2 separate regions of the Sus scrofa genome follow, and region 1 is linked to region 2. The links are chromatin contacts, called in public HiChIP or PLAC-seq maps. All regions are on one chromosome and are shown on one strand. Each heading gives the region's core, a stretch centred on a gene start, on an enhancer-like site or on the middle of the called end of the contact. The rest is flanking DNA. Distances are from core to core; before and after follow the strand shown.

Region 1 (6,784 bases), core at 2,824-5,323, 66 kb before region 2:
CACAGCCACAGCAACGTGGGATCCAAGCCACATCTGCTACCTATACCACAGCTCTCACCAACGCTGGATCCTTAACCCACCGAGTGGGGCCAGGATTTGAACCTGCATCCTCATGGATACTAGTCAGATTCATTTCCACTGCTCCACAACGGAAAATCCTGCTTACATGTGTTTTTGATATTTTATAAAATGAATGTGTGTCATTTTTATTTTAGAAGATTATCATAAAACAAAACAAAAAGGAGTCTACTACCATCCTAATTAGTAACCAGTTCACTCTTTGTACAAATTCCATTCAGCCTCTATCACATACCAGTTACTGTTCTAGATGCTTGAGATTCTGCCATGAACAAGCCAGGTGAGGTCTTCTTCAGAACCTCTGGCAAGAGCATGGCCCTGGAACACTTTGATTTTGGACTTCTAACCTCCAGAACTTGAGAGAATTTTCCGTCACTTTAAATCACCCAGATGGTGAAAATTTGCTGCAGCAGCCCCTGAGAACAAAAACATGGCCTTTATTCTTTGCATCTTATTAACCAGTGATGTAGATTTCCACTTTGGAAGCGGGCAGTCTAATTGTCCTCCCTTTGCAGACGGGAAGCCGAGATTCTGCAAAGATCAGTAGTTTGTCCCAGATCCCAAGCAGCGTGGCTTCCATAGCAGAGCCGGGACTCAAATCCTTGGATTCTCTGTCCCTGAAGTTCAGACTGTCTCCATGATGCCACAGTTGGTGCACCTGGGTTTCCAGCCATTTCTGTTAAGTCTCCTGCAACTCTTTCTAAAGTCATCGCTCCCTGTCCTGCCAGGACCTTGCAGTGACAAAGACACCAACCCCGGGGGGCTCTTCATGGCAGGAGCGCCTCCTTCTCTTGGCTAATGATGAGTGTGATCTTGTGTCAAGCCCTGCCCTGTTTTGGCATCTCTAACAGGCTGTGAGTCCACGAGGGAGTGAATGGGACTCACACAGCTGTTTCCAGGTGTGCTCACTGCCATTTGGACCTGCAGCTGCTGATAAGCCCTTTACATCATTTCATTGAGCCAAGGCATACCCTTCCCTCAAGAAACCTCAGCCTCTCCTCTGACTGACCAGCCAAGGAGGGACCTGCCATTACTTTCCTTCCTTTATACAATATTTTCCTAGATTGTAAAATGAACATATCCTTTTTAAAAAAAGAAAGAAAAGAAAAGATAATGAAGGAGAAAGAAGAAAATAGAAATGAATTTTAGGTACTGGCAATTTCCTATTTATAAATGTCCAAAAGGAAAAAAAATTTACTCATATATGCATCTGGTAATGCTGTATATATACATACATCTACAGAACAAATTCAACTATTTAAAAATGAGCATTTATATATAGACTCTTGGAGTTCCCTTCGTGGCTCAGCTGTAATGAACCCTACTAGTAGCCATGAGGATGTGGGTTTGATCCCTGGCCCTGCTCAGTGGGTTAAAAGATCCAGGAATGCCATGAGCTGAGGTGTAGGTTGCAGACAAGGCTTGGATCTGGTGTTGCTGAGGCTGTGGCTTTGGCCGGCACCTACAGCTCCAATTTGCCCCTAGCCTAAAAAGACTTTATACACACACACACACACACACTTTTTCCTTTTGGAGAAATCTGGCTATAAGAACAATTTTTATATTCTATCCTAAGCATTTCCCCAGGCTGTTAAAAATTCTATTTAAATACCATTTTTAATGGCTGCATACTATTTTCTCAAGTAGATAAATGTATCTACTAAGCATTCATTATCTGTCACTAAGCACTAAGAGTTTTTTCCTAGTTTTTCATTAACTTAAAAAACAAAACACTGCCACGGACATACTTGACATAAGACTTTGTGTACCTTTCTGATTATGCCCTTGGCATGAAGTTATTGGGTTCAGGGTTATAAACATAACATTTTTACAGCTTCATTGAGATATCATTTTCAAAACATAAAACTCACCCATTGTAAGTGTATAATTCAGTGATTTTTTAATAAATTTATACAATCCTGCAATCATCCCCACAATCCAATTTTAGAACATGCTTGTCACCCCAAAACATTTCTTCATGTTCATTTACTGTCAAACTCACTCCCACTCCAGCCGCAAACAACCACTAACATAATTTCTGTCTCTATAGGTTTGCCTTTTCTGGACATTTCATGTAAACAGAATCATACAGTATGTACTCTCTGTCTACATGGCTGCTTTTTGTGATCCATACCGTTTTTGTGATCCAGTGATTTGTGGCATGAATTAGGACTTTGTTCCCCCCCCCCCATATTTTAGGACAGAACCTGCAGCATATGGAAGTTCCCAGGTTAGGGGTCAAATCAGAGCTGCAGCCACCCACATACACCACAGCAACAACAACACTGAATCTGAGCCACATCTGCAACCTACACCACAGCTTGAAGCAATGCTGGATCCTTAACCCACTGCGTGAGGCCAGGGATCAAACCTGCATCCTCACAGATACAATGTTGGGTTCTTAACTTGCTGAGCCACAATGGTAACTCCAGGACTTTGATCCTTTTTATTGCTGAGTAATGTCTCATTGTATGCATATACCACATTTTGGATTATTTCCAATTTTTGCCTATTAAGAATAATACTGCTATGAATATTTACCTTCAAGTCTCTGTGTGGACATGTGTTACCTATTTCTCTTAGGTGGATACCTAAGAATGAGTCATATGGTAAGTTTATATTTAACTTTTTAAGAAACCACCAAACTGTTTGCAGTGACTGTACCATTTTATATTCCCACTGGCAATGTATCAAGGTTACACTTTTCACATCCTTACCCACCCTTGTCATTTTGACTATAGCCATTCCAGTAGGTCTGCATCAGTATCTCTTTGTGGTTTGAATCCAAATTTTCTTAATGAATAATGATGCTGAACATTTTTTCACATGCTTACTCTGGAGAGATGTCTATTCAAATCTTTTGCTCATTTTTAAATTGAGTTATTTGTCTTCTTATGGTTCTTTATATAGTCTGGAAACAAGTCCTTCCTCAGATATATGATTTACAAATCATTTCTCCCAGTCTGGCTCTCGTCTTTCATATTTTTTAATGATGTTTGTTGGAGAGCAAAAGTTTTTAATTTTGATATAATCCATTTTATCTTTTTTGGATCATCTTTTTTTGTGTGTGACTTGTTTAACACAAGATCACAGAGATTTTCTCCTATGTTTCCCTCTAGAAGTTTTTTTGAACATTATTCAAAAACGATTTTTGTTTGTTTTTTCATTTTGAATATAATCCATGGCAATAGTTTAAAAATTAGAAAATATAGGGAGTTCCCGTCATGGCGCAGTGGTTAACGAATCTGACTAGGAACCATGAGGTTGAGGGTTCGGTCCCTGGCCTTGCTCAGTGGGTTAAGGATCCGGCGTTGCCGTGAGCTGTGGTGTAGGTCGCAGACTTGGCTCGGATCCCGCGTTGCTGTGGCTCTGGTGTAGGCTGGCGGCTACAGCTCCAATTAGACCCCTAGCCTGGGAACCTCCCATATGCCACAGGAGCGGCCCAAGAAATGGCAAAAAGACAAAAAAAAAATTAGAAAATATAGATGAGCAAAAGGAAGAAAACTCAGATCGCTTATGATCCCATTGTTGGAGAGAAGCCACCATGAATGTTTTGTTCCATATGGGTGTATTGGTTATCTATAGCTGCTTAACAAATATCCCCCAAACTTAGTAACTTAAAACACACATTTATAATCTCAAAGTTTCTGTGGATCAGAAACCTAGGAGAAATTTCCTGGGTGTCTTGCTTTGGGGATCCCTCACAAGGTTTCCATCAAGGTGTCAGTGGGACAGCTGTCGTCTCAAGGCTGATGCGGAGAGCATGTGATTCCAGGCTCACTCATGTGGCTATTGGCAGCTCTCAGGTCCTCAATAGCTGCTGGTTGGGGACATCAACTCTTTGCCACAGGAGTCTCCCTGTAGGGAAACTCGCAGCATGGCAGCCAGCTTCCCAGAAAGGAGGCGAAGGAGGGAGGGCATCCATACAGAAGACAGTCCATTTGTGACCTGGTCTTAGAAGTGACAGTCCATCTTTGGCTCCTTGTTCTATTCATAGAGCTGAATCACTCTCAAAGCGGAGAGATGACACAAGTGCATGAGTCCTAGGAGGTGGGGTCATTAGGAACCATCTTAGAAGGCTATGACAATGTCCACATTTGGTTTCTGTTTTACTTATGAATTAAGCCGTGAATCTTGACCTGTGGAACATGTAGAGGGGCTCCTTTCCAGATTCTAGATTCTACTGGGTCAGCATCTCCATGGGTGGGGACCTCTCCCCTCTATAAACCTATCTTTCAAAAACTCCATTGGTCACTCTGATGGAGCCAGGGTTGAGAGTCACTGGCAAATATAAATAAAAGTGGATGTTTATATATGGGGGCTGGGGTGTCGATATATGTGTATGTGAAGTGGATGTGACACACAACTGTGCATATTGCTTAGAAGTGTGTTTTCCCCCTCAAACAGGCTTGAATACAAATGTGCCTCGGCTCCCCGTGTGGGGCTGCCATGTCTGTCCCTCTGCTCTCTGGGAGCCACGCCTGAGGGGTGCTCCCCAGCAATTGCACCTGGCAATCACGACCTTCAGTTCTGGGGGCTTTGGGGGAGCTGTGAGGGTGGTAGGGGTGCTCAGCCTCCGTGTTTGGCCCCAGTGCAGCTCTGACATCAATCTGTCAGTGCAGAGGACACTTTTAGATGCAAGTCTGCTGGTGTGGGGACTTTAGGAGAACAGGAATCCCTGGCTGTGAAATTGCTGGCATTTCATGATGTGAGAGAAGATTTACAAGCTCCATGCTGTGCTAGGCTGTAAAACCAAGCCCAGTAGTTATGCAATCAAGCCTGTGGGGCAGGCAGAAGGCAAGGAGGTGGCAGGTGGAAACAGGGGAAGCCACCTCCTCACTGTGCCTGGGACCCCCCGGACCCAGTTACACACCTATGGGGGGCTCAGGTCAAGGTTCTTCCTCCAGCCATATCCGCCTTCTGGGGAGGATCTCCCGGTAGTGGTTAGGGAACACATGGGCCAGTAGTAGTAAGTGAGATGGTGGATTCAGAATGGAGAAGTTTCAAAGGTCCCCTTACCTGATGCTCCCTTAACAGGGTACCTTCCTTGCTAAGAGTCTGTTCTCCTGCTTGGCATTCAACCCTATGACCCATTCCAAAGGAGACACCCAGAATGTACTCTCCCATGATCCTATTTAATTTTTTGTACAATTAATAAACTTTTTGTCTTCCCCACTAAAATAAAAGCTCCCTGGCAGAAGGAATCTCAACTGTCTGGCCCTCAAAGTATTGCTGGGCTGCCATACGTATATGTTGGCAGAATAAATGAAAGAATAAATATTTGGATGCTTCCAGGGGTGGGGAACTCACCACAGCCCGTCCTGCAAAGCTCTTGGCCATTGGCTCTTCCTCAGCTGGCTGCCTTTATCTCCATGTGGCCTTCCTTCCTGTCTTCACTTGCAGGGCCCCTTCTGAATAAGTCCACTCCTCCTCCCCATCGGAGCCATCCAGGGATGTGAAAACAGTGGCTCCCTTCATGCTTTCCAGGATGAATGTCACTGTTTCTTTCAGCTTTCTTCCAGGTATCACCTGTGTCACCCTAGCTATCCTCCTCCAAAGGGCTCTAATGGGTCACAGACCCTCAACAAGCTAGGCTAACTCTTTCGAGACCCTTAGCAAGTCTTGACAGTTTGCCGATTTTGAAACCCTCTTCCCCCAACACTCTATCTATCTATCTATCTATCTATCTATCTATCTATCTATCTATCTATCTATCTATCTATCTATCTATCTATCTATGTTTTTAGGGCCGCACCCATGGCATTTGGAAGTTCCCAGGCTAGGGGCTGAATTCGGAGCTGCAGCTGCCGGCCTACCCCACAGCCACAGCCACACCAGCTCCGAGCCGCGTCTGCACCCTATACCAAGCTCATGGCAATGCTAGATCTTGAACCCACTGAATGAGGCCAGGGTTCAAACCTGCATCTTCATGGATACTCCTCAGGTTCGTTACCGCTGAGCCATGACAGGAACTCCCCCCAACAAATATTTAGATCTCTTCTTCACATGCAGAGTTTTTAGGTAGGAAATGAGTCAATCGATGTAACTGAGGATTGATGGTTTAAACCAGTTCCAACTCTGCTCCTTGCTCAATTTTTCCAATTATAAGCAGCTGCAAGTAGGGGCCCCCAGATTTGGGGGAGCGGCAAATGGCTCTACTGACTTTGCCCCCACCCCCAAGATTCTCTGGACCAAAGTGAGAGGTGTGGGACTGAAGGCAGGGTGAAAGGCATGGTGCCCCTGGACAGAGAAGGGGACCCGCTCTTTCTCTCCATCAAGGATAGTGCTTACTTGGTGGAGGGGCAGGGCACTGGGGGGCTTGGACCCTTAAGGAGCGGCTACCAATCAGATTTGACAGGGGGGAAGTTGCATTTGAAAACTGATGTACAATATTCATATTATTTTCATGCGTTAATCTGCAAGTCAAAGTTCAGCAGTTTTAATGCCTAGTAGGGAAAGAAAACAGAGTGCCCCAGGGTTTTGCGTGAGTGAGTTTCTGAAGGTCAGCAAACTGGCTGGGACTCTGCACCTGCTCAGCTCCCCCAAGCTTGGCGCAGCATCTCACACTGATGGCCCCCTGGTACATCCCTCCTGACTGCCCCTCCACCTACTGGCCGCAGGGGCTCTTTCAGCCACAGGGGCAGGACCCAAGCGCACAAGAGGACTGAGCCGAACTCTGCCTCCTTGGTGGGTCGCTCTGGGAACC
Region 2 (6,695 bases), core at 3,536-6,035:
GCCCTTCTTCCCTCCTCCTCCTCTGCCTACCTCTGTCCATCCTCCTCATCACCCCTCCCCAGCCATAGCCCCATTTCAACTGCAGAGCTAGAATTGCATTTCAGAGCCTCTGAATGATTTATTTCTTCAATCTTGGGTCCAAGAGCCCTTCTATTCTTTCAGCAATTTCAAGTCTGTTTTCTTGAGTCTCAGGCATCAACTTCCCCTTCTTGGTTTCTCCCAAGTTTCAGAGGAAATGATGGCTTTTCCTCCACAGTTCCTTCCTGTGTCCCCTGGTCACTCACTACCCATTCAGTCATTGCTGTGGGAATTAGGTTAGTTCCTTTCCTATAGACACTTTTTCTCTCTTCTGGAAGCTGATGTGCTGAGCTTGGCTGGTCAGAGCTTTTAGCCAGTTGGGTTTCAGTGTGGTCAGGTGGTTGACCACCCCCCTCCATCTGCCCCCAACCTCCAGGGCTCCTCTAACTGGCATGGGATCCTGGTCAGCCACACTAATGGTATGAATGGTGACTGGACCTTTACTCCTCAGCCTTCCCTCCTCAGAATATTCCCTCTGCCTTCTCTGCTCAGAATATTCCCTCTGCCCTGTCTCCTCAGAATATTGCCTCTGCCCTGTCTCCTCAGAATATTCTCTCTGCCTTCTCTGCTCAGAATATTCCTCAGCCTTCTCTCCTCAGAATATTCCCTCAGCCTTTTCTCCTCAGAATATTCCCTCTGCCCTGTCTCCTCAGAATATTCCTCTGCCCTGTCTCCTCAGAATATTCCCTCTGCCCTGTCTCCTCAGAATATTCCCTCTGCCCGTTCTCCTCAGAATATTCCCTCTGCCCTCTCCTCAGAATGTTCCCTCATCCTTCTCTGCTCAGACTATTCCCTCAGCCTTCTCTCCTCAGAATATTCCCTCAGCCTTTTCTCCTCAGAATATTCCCTCAGCCTTCTCTTCTCAGAATATTCCCTCAGCCTTCTCTTCTCAGACTATTCCCTCATCCTTCTCTGCTCAGACTATTCCTCTCCTGTCTCCTCAGAATATTCCCTCTGTCTTCTCTGCTCAGAACATTCCGTCAGCCTTTTCTCCTCAGAATATTCCCTCAACCTTCTCTGCTCAGAATATTCCCTCTGCCTTTTCTCCTCAAATATTCCTCTGCCTCTCTCCTCAGAATGTTCAGCCTTCCTCTCTGTCCTCTCCTCTGCTCAGAATATTCCCTCAGCCTTTTCTCCCTCAGAATATTCAGCCTCCTCAGTACCCTCTTCTCTCTCAGAATATTCCCTCGCCTCTCCTCAAATATTCCCTCTGCCTGTCTCCTCAGAATATTCCTCTGCCTGTCTCCTCAGAATATTCCTCTGCCCTCTCCTCAGAATGTTCCCTCATCCTTCTCTGCTCAGACTATTCCCTCAGCCTTCGCTCCTCAGAATATTCCCTCAGCCTTTCTCCTCAGAATTTTCCCTCTGCCCTCTCTCCTCAGAATGTTCCCTCATCCTTCTCTGCTCAGACTATTCCCTCAGCCTTCTCTGCTCAGAATATTCCCTCAGCCTTTTCTCCTCAGAATATTCCCTCTGTCTTCTCTGCTCAGAACATTCCGTCAGCCTTTTCTCCTCAGAATATTCCCTCAACCTTCTCTGCTCAGAATATTCCCTCAACCTTCTCTCCTCAAAATATTCCCTCTGCCCTCTCTCCTCAGAATGTTCCCTCAGCCTTCTCTGCTCAGACTGTTCCTCTGCCTTCTCTGCTCAGAATATTCCCTCAGCCTTTTCTCCTCAGAATATTCCCTCAGCCTTCACTGCTCAGAATATTCCCTCAGCCTTCTCTTCTCAGAATATTCCCTCTGTCTTCTCTGCTCAGAATATTCCCTCAGCCTTTTCTCCTCAGAATATTCCCTCTGCCCTGTCTCCTCAGAATATTCCCTCTGCCCTGTCTCCTCAGAATATTCCCTCTGCCCTCTCTCCTCAGAATGTTCCCTCATCCTTCTCTGCTCAGACTATTCCCTCAGCCTTCGCTCCTCAGAATATTCCCTCAGCCTTTTCTCCTCAGAATATTCCCTCTGCCTTCTCTGCTCAGAATATTCCTCAGCCTTCTCTCCTCAGAATATTCCCTCAGCCTTTTCTCCTCAGAATATTCCCTCTGCCCTGTCTCCTCAGAATATTCCCTCTGCCCTGTCTCCTCAGAATGTTCCCTCATCCTTCTCTGCTCAGACTATTCCCTCAGCCTTCGCTCCTCAGAATATTCCCTCAGCCTTCTCTCCTCAAAATATTCCCTCTGCCCTCTCTCCTCAGAATGTTCCCTCAGCCTTCTCTGCTCAGACTGTTCCCTCTGCCTTCTCTGCTCAGAATATTCCCTCAGCCTTTTCTCCTCAGAATATTCCCTCAGCCTTCACTGCTCAGAATATTCCCTCAGCCTTCTCTTCTCAGAATATTCCCTCTGTCTTCTCTGCTCAGAATATTCCCTCAGCCTTTCTCCTCAGAATATTCCCTCTGCCCTGTCTCCTCAGAATATTCCCTCTGCCCGTTCTCCTCAGAATATTCCCTCTGCCCTCTCTCCTCAGAATGTTCCCTCATCCTTCTCTGCTCAGACTATTCCCTCAGCCTTCGCTCCTCAGAATATTCCCTCAGCCTTTTCTCCTCAGAATATTCCCTCTGCCTTCTCTGCTCAGAATATTCCTCAGCCTTCTCTCCTCAGAATATTCCCTCAGCCTTTTCTCCTCAGAATATTCCCTCTGCCCTGTCTCCTCAGAATATTCCCTCTGCCCTCTCTCCTCAGAATGTTCCCTCATCCTTCTCTGCTCAGACTATTCCCTCAGCCTTCTCTGCTCAGAATATTCCCTCAGCCTTTTCTCCTCAGAATATTCCCTCAGCCTTCACTGCTCAGAATATTTCCTCTGCCCTGTCTCCTCAGAATATTCCCTCTGTCTTCTCTGCTCAGAACATTCCGTCAGCCTTTTCTCCTCAGAATATTCCCTCAACCTTCTCTGCTCAGAATATTCCCTCTGCCTTTTCTCCTCAAAATATTCCCTCTGCCCTCTCTCCTCAGAATGTTCCCTCAGCCTTCTCTGCTCAGACTATTCCCTCAGCCTTTTCTCCTCAGAATATTCCCTCTGCCTTCTCTCCTCAAAATATTCCTTCTGCCCTCTCTCCTCAGAATATTCCCTTAACCTTGTCTGCTCAGAATATTCCCTCTATCTTCTCTTCTTATACACATGTTCTCCAGAACATTCCCTTGGCCTTCTCTCCTCACACATGTGTTCTCCAGAAGAATTCCTTATCTTTGTTTCCTGGGCCTTTCACACGGTTACCTCATTGTTGTTTGCCCCTGCCCAATCCAAGTCCTTTTCTTTAAAGATAAAACCTGGGCACAGGGAAATGTGTGCTGTCTTCTATCTGTAATGTAAAGACTACATATTTATATATGTGTGTATAGACATAAACATCATCAGGGATGAGACACAAGTGGCTAATAACTGTGGCGACCTGTTTCAGAGCAGGAACAGACTAGGTTGATGGTCCAGGAGTAGGAGGGGCTTGTTTCTTGGATATGTCTGTGCTTTTTGATATCCGAACCCAGTGAATGCTTTTCCTATTTAAAATTTAAAAAGCGTGGATAATCTGGGAGTCCTGATTGCGAGTCGTGGAAAGAGGATGACTCATCTGGTTGATTCGGTACTCTGCCTTCTCCGGCCAGGTGGGCCCAGTTCCTCAGGTATGAGGTGGGATGACCCAAGCCCATTTACATGGCAGTGGGGACACCTGGAAACCCTCCCCTGGAGCTGGCGTGGGCCAGCACATAAAGGGTCTGTAGCCCACAGGGCTTCCTCCCACCTCCCTGACTCTCAAGTCTCCTAGCTCAGAAGTAACTTGAGATTTGCTGCCTTTCTAATCTCAGTTTACTTAGAGCTGGTGCTCAGCAGGCGCACCTGGGCCTCAAGTGTTGGTTTTCTGTGGTGAATCACCTCAATCTTACACCATGGGTCCCCCCCCCCCACCTCTTTCTTTTGAACTCCCCTATTTCGGGAAATTGAAACGCTCTGAGTGTCTGAGTTTTCCTGGAACAACTTTGTCTTTTCTTTTTTCAGACCTGTGGGACTTTATAGATCATTTCTTTTCTTTTTTTGTCTTTTTAGGGCCACACCCGCAGCATATGGAGGTTCCCAAGCCAGGGGTCGAATCGGAGCTGTAGCCGCCAGCCTCCACCACAGTCACAGCAGCTCGAGATCCGAGCTGTGTGTGTGACCTACACCACAGCTTGCGGTAACGCCCAGATCCTCAATCCACTGAGTGAAGCCAGGGATTGAATCCGTGTCTTCATGGATCCTAGTCGGTTCATTAACCATCGAGCCACGACGGGAACTCCCGATCATTTCTTTTCTAGTACTTTCCTTTGCCCAGTGCAAAGGAGCATGATTAGAATGGGTCAAACACCCTTTGAAAACACAAGTCCATGATTAGGTTTGCAGACAACCAAGGTCAGAGCAGAACGTGAGGAAAAAAATCAGGACATTTGGAGAAGCCAGTCCAGGTACTTTGTAATTGAGGAAGTGACCTGATGGGGTAGGTGACTTGCTTATGTTGGGCAGCTAACTAAGAAGCATCTACTGTGTGCCTCAAGCCATGTGCCATAGGAATGACAATATAGTTGAGGCCCAACCTCTCTTCCCAAAGCTTTCACTGTATTCTTAGGAAAACAAGACACACTTGATTGAAAAGATTAAGTAAGAGGAGATTTTGGTAACAGTTCAGCTCAGTCATAGACGGCAAGTCACAAAGTAGTTCATGACTAATTTTCATGTGACTGGTGGAAAGAGCAGTGGGTGTGAGCAGTGTTTTCTCAAGTCTGGAGAGGGCCTGGAAAGCTTCCTGGAGGAGGAGGCGGCAGGGGCGGCTCTCTTAGATCTGTATCTCAAAAGAGTAGGTGAAGTGCAGATGGACAAGTGGGAGGAAGATGAGAGTATCTCTAGTGGTGTCATGGCCGGGAGAATTGGGAAATGGCCTGATTTGAAGGTGAGTAGAGGGAGGTGAGAGAGGGGAGATGAGATTAGGGCAGATGCAGACTGCCTTCAATATGATAGATTGTGTGTGTGTGTGTGTGTGTAAAGCTTCAGAACAGGGATGGAAGGATGAGGGTCCAGGGTCTCATAGAGAACTCTTGTAAATCCGAGGAAGGCTTTGGCCCCTAGACATTTTCATCAAGGCATCTCTAGCCTGTCCTCCAGAAATGTCCCGAGGAGCCGAGAGGAAATCAGAAGCACGCTAGCCATACTCCCACCATTGTTCTGTTTGGACACTTTCTTAGGCCTTTAAAATGTATATTGATTCATTCTTTCAGTGGGTATTTATGAGTTCTTACTCTGCTCCAACAACTGTTCTAGAATGCTGCAGTGGCAGCAGGGGAAAAAATTAGGGTAAACTTCCTTGACATATGGGACTTCTATTCTAGGAAGGGGAAAGAGAGACAATATAGAATTGAGGTAGGAGTTCCCGTTGTGGCTCAGTGGTGAACGAACCTGACTAGGATCCATGAGGATGCAGGTTCAATTCCTGGCCTCACTCAGTGGGTTAAGGATCCGGCGTTGCCGTGAGCTGTGTTGTAGGTTACAGACAGGGCTGTGATCTGGCATTGCTATGGCTGTGGCATAGGTTGGCAGCTACAGCTTCGATTCAACCCCTAGCCTAGGAGCTTCCATATGCCACGGGTGCAGCCCCAAAAGACAAAAAATAAAAATTAAAAGTGCATTACTTTGACACTTCCTGCCTAGAAGGGGGGCACGACTAGGGAGCAAGAGCCTAACAGGTGCAAATCCCAGTTCCACCATTTTCTAGCTGTGTGACGCCAAGAGAGGAGTGGATTTCTTTGTGTCTCACTTTTGTCATCTCTGAACCCATTCCTAGGGTTTTTATGAGAATTAAGTGAGATAGGCCGTGTAAATACTTCCTGGCCCATAGCAAGCACTCATGAAGACTTAATATTATGCTAATACTTATTATCACATTATTATAAAAGCTTCCCCTGACCTCTGAGGCCAGAATAAAATGTCCCATCCTCTTTGCGTGATCCGTCCAGTAACACATTCTTGTTTTGCCTTGTTGTGCAAATATGGATGTAGCTTTCCCCTCACCAGAGAGTGAGGGCAAGAGACTAGGAAGTAGGTCTTAATATGTTTTTGAAATCCCTGGAGACGTGTGTCTTGTCCCAGAAGGTTTGCCAAATGGCATGGGTTCCCAGTGTCCCATTTCTATTGCAGCTGAATAGTCAGACCTGAAGCTGAGCCTCCTAGGACTGTGGGAAATGTCTGATGTTTCTAATGGTGCTGACTGGTTTGCCAAGCGTGTTCAAATTCACCTTTCACTCAGTCTTCAAAATCATCCTCTGTGGTCATTGGTTATTATCTCCATTTTATTTTTAAAATTTTTATTGATTGATTGATTTTTGTGTTTTTAGGGCTGCACCCATGGCATATGGAGGTTCCCAGGCTAGGGGTCCAATCGGAGCTGTAGCCACCGGCCCACACTACAGCCACAGCAACATGGGATCCAAGCCTTGTCTGGGACCTACACCACAGCTCACAGAAATGCCAGATCCTTAACTCACTGAACGAGCCAAGGATCAAACCTGTGTCCTCATGGATGTTAGCCAGGTTCGTTAACCACTGAGCCACGATGGAAACTCCTATTATCTCCATTTTATAGATAAGGGGACTGGGGCTCCTCAG

Evidence for each region. HiChIP or PLAC-seq counts read pairs in DNA pulled down with a chosen protein or histone mark.
Region 1: an H3K27ac HiChIP or PLAC-seq map of alveolar macrophages shows a contact between it and region 2. The contact joins two enhancer-like sites. A contact is called at or near these places in 2 of 47 Hi-C or Micro-C datasets (embryonic fibroblasts and liver) and 2 of 2 datasets of contacts at active chromatin or transcription factors (alveolar macrophages and skeletal muscle).

Annotation. Positions count from the first base shown.
Region 1 is chr2:47,342,635-47,349,418 of Sscrofa11.1, reverse strand. No RefSeq gene overlaps it. Among named protein-coding and RNA genes, the nearest start is that of DKK3, 40 kb to the left of the region's middle. Within about 2 kb of position 4,073, at least 7 of the 83 cell types and tissues checked have an H3K27ac peak or open chromatin away from gene starts, as enhancers often do. A contact at or near this core is called in alveolar macrophages, where this site is marked.
Region 2 is chr2:47,277,846-47,284,540 of Sscrofa11.1, reverse strand. All of the region lies in intron 1 of MICAL2 (F-actin-methionine sulfoxide oxidase MICAL2), which reads left to right. Among named protein-coding and RNA genes, the nearest start is that of MICAL2, 21 kb to the left of the region's middle. Within about 2 kb of position 4,785, at least 9 of the 83 cell types and tissues checked have an H3K27ac peak or open chromatin away from gene starts, as enhancers often do. A contact at or near this core is called in alveolar macrophages, where this site is marked.